Regions from separate parts of the Sus scrofa genome. Here region 1 is linked to region 2. The links are chromatin contacts, called in public promoter capture Hi-C maps. All regions are on one chromosome and are shown on one strand. The core of a region is the stretch at or near the end of the contact, and the rest is flanking DNA. Distances in the headings are between cores, read along the strand shown.

What was found. Promoter capture Hi-C pulls out the DNA fragments that hold promoters and counts their contacts.
Region 1: a promoter capture Hi-C map of fetal liver shows a contact between it and region 2, with 2.2 times the contacts expected there. The contact joins the promoter of LOC100156375 here to the promoter of GOT1 in region 2. A contact is called at or near these places in 1 of 5 promoter capture datasets (fetal liver) and 2 of 2 datasets of contacts at active chromatin or transcription factors (alveolar macrophages and skeletal muscle).

Annotation. Positions count from the first base shown.
Region 1 is chr14:110,893,679-110,896,378 of Sscrofa11.1, reverse strand. It overlaps LOC100156375 (cytochrome c oxidase assembly protein COX15 homolog), which reads left to right and starts at 1,335. Exons shown (of 9, transcript XM_001929331.5): 1 at 1,335-1,554. The coding sequence starts at 1,465. It overlaps CUTC (copper homeostasis protein cutC homolog), which reads right to left and starts at 1,316. Exons shown (of 9, transcript XM_021072322.1): 1 at 1,106-1,316. The coding sequence starts at 1,166.
Region 2 is chr14:110,634,476-110,637,175 of Sscrofa11.1, reverse strand. GOT1 (glutamic-oxaloacetic transaminase 1) reads left to right here and starts at 1,351. Exons shown (of 9, transcript NM_213927.1): 1 at 1,351-1,521. The coding sequence starts at 1,404.

The DNA of each region.
Region 1 (2,700 bases), core at 86-2,585, 260 kb before region 2:
TAACCTGAATGCAGGAGCAGGTATGAGAATTCCATTAAGCCAGATATTAAAGAGATCTGCAAAAACACAAAACATTGGCACTTTTCTCACTCAATAGTCTTTGTTTAGGAAAGCTGTGATTTTTTTCATAAAAAAAATTTTATTTGTGCTAATATGTAATGGATTTATTATGTTTTTTCAGTTAACATTTAAAAAAATTCCTGTTTTAATTTCTAATATGGCCCACAACGTTGTAAATCTACTATATTTCAATTAAAAATTAAATTTAAAAATTTCTGTAGTTTCTGCCATGGTTAAGAATCTAAACACAGGGGGCTGGGGTGGCTGTGGAGGCGTGGGTTCAATACCTGCCCTGGGGCAGTGGTTGCCTCAGCTCCCAAGTAGTTCACATCTGCAGTTCCCAGTCTATTTCCCGGCCCGGGAAATTCCATATGCTGTGGTTGTGGCCATAAAAAATGATTTAAAAAGTTCTAACATGGCCATTACCGATAATAAATACAAGGTCTCAATTTTCTAGGAGGGTAAAGGAGTCCTGAGACCCAAAAGTTTGACAACAACTGGTTTGGAGGAACCAAGAGTTCATGTAGGAGGCAGGCAGGGACCTGGCAAATTTCCTAGCACCTGCCAAGCCATCCCACGCTGGCGCGGCAGGAAGAACTTGGGACTTGCGGCAGACAAGCTCTACCACTTGGTAGCGGTGTCGCTTTAGAGACAATCCCCGCCTCCGCTGCAGCAGCTACAGGTTATTAAGCGGTCCCCACAGGTAAGGCACTGAGCTCGGCGCTCGATATCGAACCATCACAGCAACGGGGTAACGGAGGCAACGGTATCCTCGTGTGAATGGGAAACGCGAGGCGGAGAGAAGTTAACAAAATTGAACACGGTCGCATGACGAGACGCGGTAGCTCCGGGATTCGAACCCACACATCTAGTTCCAGAGCCAGGCCGCTCTCCCCGCCAGCGCCCCGGTTTCCACACATTTCCAAGAGCACGAGAAACTATTGCCAGAGAAGTCGCAATTAATCCACGGGCCAGACCCCCAGCCAGCCCGGCCCACACCCAAAAGCGAACTCAGGGACAGCCCTTTCCCCGCCCCCTTTCGCACCGGCCTTCCCGGAGGGTATCCGCGCCCGTTTCCGCTCCGAGGAGGCCCCCTGCCTCTTCATGCTCCACGGGTTCCTCCCTCGCGCGTCTACCGTTCCCACTCGAAAGTCTGGGTCCCGGCGCGCGACTGGAGAAGCGCGTCCTTACGGCTGCGCGCACCCCTGCGCGTCACCGACGCCCACGCCCCAGCAGCCCCCGCGAGAGCCCTGTCGCTAGCGCAGGCGCAGTCTCTGCTTGCCAGGGCCTCTGAAAAGGAAGGGCGCATCTGCGTGACCCGGAAGTGCTTCTCCAGTCGGTGGCGGAGAAAGGAGACTACTGAGAGTCAGGGGGTGAAGGCGGAGGTTGTGCACTGTTGCTAGTATGCAGCGATTACTCCTTCCGCCCTTGAAGGTCTTGATGGGGAACCCGTGTCTCCGACTCCTGGTTCCTAGGGCGGCGCCTAGGACGCAGGTACCGCACCGCAGCGGACTCTTGAGTCGCGGAAGCGGGCATGGGGTGAAAGGGTTCGGCTTGGAGAGAGAGAGCAAATTCTCACAGATCACATTTCCATAGCTACTTGGAGTTAACAACATGCATCGTTGTGTTCAGGGCCCCTGCGTCCGGATCCGGACCTACCATTTACTAGCTGTGTGATGTTAGTCAAGTTGGGAAACCTTTCCGTGCCTCAGTTTAGTCATCTTCAAGATGAGGAGAACAGCTACTTCATAAGGGTTGCTGTGAGGAGTAAATAATATATATCGAGGCTTAGCACATAGTAAAAGCTTAGTAATTTTTACCCGTATTTTTAATTTTTGCTCAAAAAGTCAGATTAGCGACTATAACCCCATTCTACAGGGAAAGAGTTTGAGACTTAATTTAAATTGTCTAAGTTAATTAGAAGCAGGAAACCCAAACATGGGTCTTTGGACTCTTAGGGATAGGGTCAGAAGAGGGTGTGTATTCGCCAAACTAAAAATTATTGAGTGATTATTATGTGTTAAAAACTGGAAGCAGAAAAATAAAATACCAAAAGTCTCCTACCCTAGAGGAAATCACAGTTCATTCATTTGTCAAATCTTTATTAAGATCTTGTTATGTACCGGAACTGTGTTTGAACAAAGATTTCAGGAGGAAAAGAGCCAGACTGACCACACTGTGCTACAGTTCAAAGCTGGTGGGAGATAAAGACAAATCTCTGTGTACTGAGTGGTACATTACAGTGTGTGATGGAGAGGTGCAGTGTGCTGTGGGAGTGACCCATTGGAGACATGTAGGAGTCTTCAAACACTTCCTAAAGGAAGTGACATTTAAGCTGAGACCTGCAGTAGTTATTGTCAATCAGGAGACAAGTTGTGCCCCAGTCAGAGAAAAAATCGTTTAAAGGCCCATAGGAGAGAGAAAATAGTCCATATTTAGGTGTAGAGTTAAGTCCGGGGGAAGTATGCAGAGACCAAAAGGTTCATGTAGTGCCAGGATGGATTGGAAGAGGGAAACCAGTTGGAGGGTGGATGCAGAAGTCCAGATAAGAGATGATTTTCCAGGGCTGTAGCAATGGAGATGTGGCCATTGAGGGTACTCCACACCAAAGTGAGATTGAGTGTGAGTAGTAGTAGAGTG
Region 2 (2,700 bases), core at 102-2,601:
TTACCAAGTGCAAGAAACTGAAGGAGACCAATACAGGGCAAGTTCTCTAGCCAGAAGGAGCTTACCATCTACAAGGGGTGTGGCAGATACGCAATGACAATAGCTAATATTGCGGGAGTGCTTACTATATGCAACTAAACACTTCATACATATTAACTCACATAATCCCCACAACAACCATAAGGAAAGTACTATTATCTCCATTATATGGAGCATGAACAGAGAGGTTAAGTAGCTTGCCTAGATCTGCCCAGATTAGTAAATGGCAGCACTAGAATTTAAACCTAGGTTGTCTAGCTCCAGAGCTAGGTTCTTAACTGGGCATTTTCTAAAACTGTAATATTGCCAACAAGATACAGAAGCATAGGAAAGGGAGATGAATTTTAACCAGAGTGAGGGTTAAGGCATAGCTTTATGGAGGAGGCATTTGTTCTGGATCTTGAAGGTCAATAGGTGGAGAGAGGGGTTGGGGAAGGAACAGGCAGACTAAAAGAAGATTTTGGGTACCAGCCAGCTGATGGCAGCAAGATCTGGTTGAGTGCCTGTGTGGGAGAAAAGCTGGAGGGGGCGGCTGCGCCCATATTCTCAAGATCCTTGAGGATCAAGCCCTGTCAGATAGGAAGGGGAGAAAACGCCCGCAATTGGAAGAGTGGCAGAAAGGAACTCCTGGACACTTCCTCTTATCTTGCCTTGCTTTGCCTCTCGTCATGTCTTGCCTCCTGTCTGAAACCAAGGCAGGTGGCCCACCCACATTTCTCTCAGGCAGAGAAGGTCAAGGTCGCCCGCGCGGGCTCCGGAACGGCACGATTGGCAGAGGACTCCCGTCCCGAGTGCAGACGCCGGATTTGGCTGCTAGCCTGAGCCAGGCCAGGATGGGTCAGGAATGTACGCACTCTGCGGCGTGGCAGCTAGAACACCAGTTCTGTGGGTACCAGAAGGCCGGTCCTCCGGAATTCCCGCGGGCCACCGCCTGCTAATCTCTTGGCCCTTGAAGGTCGAGGAAACCGCCTCGCGGTACGACTGCCGCTCGGCTCCTTCCTTCAGCACCGGTAGGGCCAAGGAACAACAGCCTCAGTGATAGGAGGACGCTCTGCCAATCAGCCATAGACCCGCCCCATCTCGGCCGGCGTACAGTGCATTGGTTGCATCATTACCGGCCTCTGACAAGGTTCTCTTCTTGGATTGGCTAATAGCATCCCCTCCCTCCTGGCCTTTTTTGTCAGAAGCTCACGATTGGTTAACAGCTTTGCCAAACTCCCGACACGGCTCGACCATTGGAGGCCGTGGGCCCGCCCCCGCCTACTAGGTGAAGGTGAGAGTCTCCTCCAGTTGCAGCGGTTGGACGGTACCGAGCGGCTCCGGGCGCGAGGTGAAAGCTCCCGGCCGACTCCTGCTCTCTAGCTATGGCACCTCCATCAGTCTTTGCCGAGGTTCCTCAGGCCCAGCCGGTCCTTGTCTTTAAGCTCATTGCTGACTTCCGGGAGGATCCGGACCCCCGCAAGGTCAACCTAGGAGTGGGAGGTAAGGATGCAGTGCCCAAGTGTGTGAACAACCTGGGAGTGGAGCGGACCTAACTTGGGCTATGGGGACCGTAGGAGATGCCGAGGCCCACCTTGGTTCTGTCGGAGAGGTGGCAAGATCCACGAGGCTTGGTTCCATCTGCCCATTTTACAGATGGCCATATGGAGTCCTTGAAAAAGGGAGACGTATCTATGTACACACAGGAAGGTGTAGCAATCAGGACACAAACTCAGTTTTTCCGATTCTCTATTGTGTGTGTTATACTGCGTCCTTTCCCTAGGGAAAGGATGATTGAAAGGAGAGAGGGGAAAATAGAACGTTTGATATCAGGCTTGGAGACCTGATAGCTGGGGAATGGATAAAGGAGAACTCGTAGTCCTAGGGAGCGCTGATCTGGGTCGGTAAATATTTGACTGACTACCAGGTGTCAATCAGGCACTTTACCAAACCCTGTAAAAGACTGAGGCTTGGTTTTGGCTCCAAGGAGATTAAAATCAGCAGTGATAAAATAGAGATCTAAAATTCTTTCGAGACACGTTAATGCTCTTTGGGACGATCTGGGAAGAATGTGGTGGGAACGGGCAGGGATGGTGAAAGGAGTGGAAAGAATATAGATGGTGAAAAGGAGTGCGATGCATCACTTTGCACACATCTTTGTCTTTATTTCTTGTTTGTCTTTCTTGGACCTTGGATAGGTCAGAGCATGGGCCTTCAATTTGCCTTACTGCTAAGAAAAAGACTTGGACTGGAGTGCCTCTGAAATTTAACTCTAATCTTAATCTTCTCTGGTGAATGTATTATTTCTGTCACTGTCATTTGGATGTTTGAAGCCACACAGACACTCAACAACACCCAAAGACCAGCCAGGGAGAAGAGAGTGAATAGGATGATGTTCTGTGCTAGGGAACAAACTTAGAGCAAAAGGACTAGAAATTTTGAAAAGAGAAAATTGAACTGTTTTGTAGCAGAGACGCAGTGGCGAGAAGGAGGTTCAGAATTAGGTGTCTTACAAGTGACTGTGTCTGTCCATAGGACCTGTTAAAGTCTTCACCAAGGAGTATGGGGGATGAGTGAGAAGAAAGCCTTTAGAAAGTTCTTGGTTTGTTGAAAGCTGGATAATGGGTACATGGGCATCCATTATATTATTTTTATAATTTTTGTATATATTTGAAATTTTCC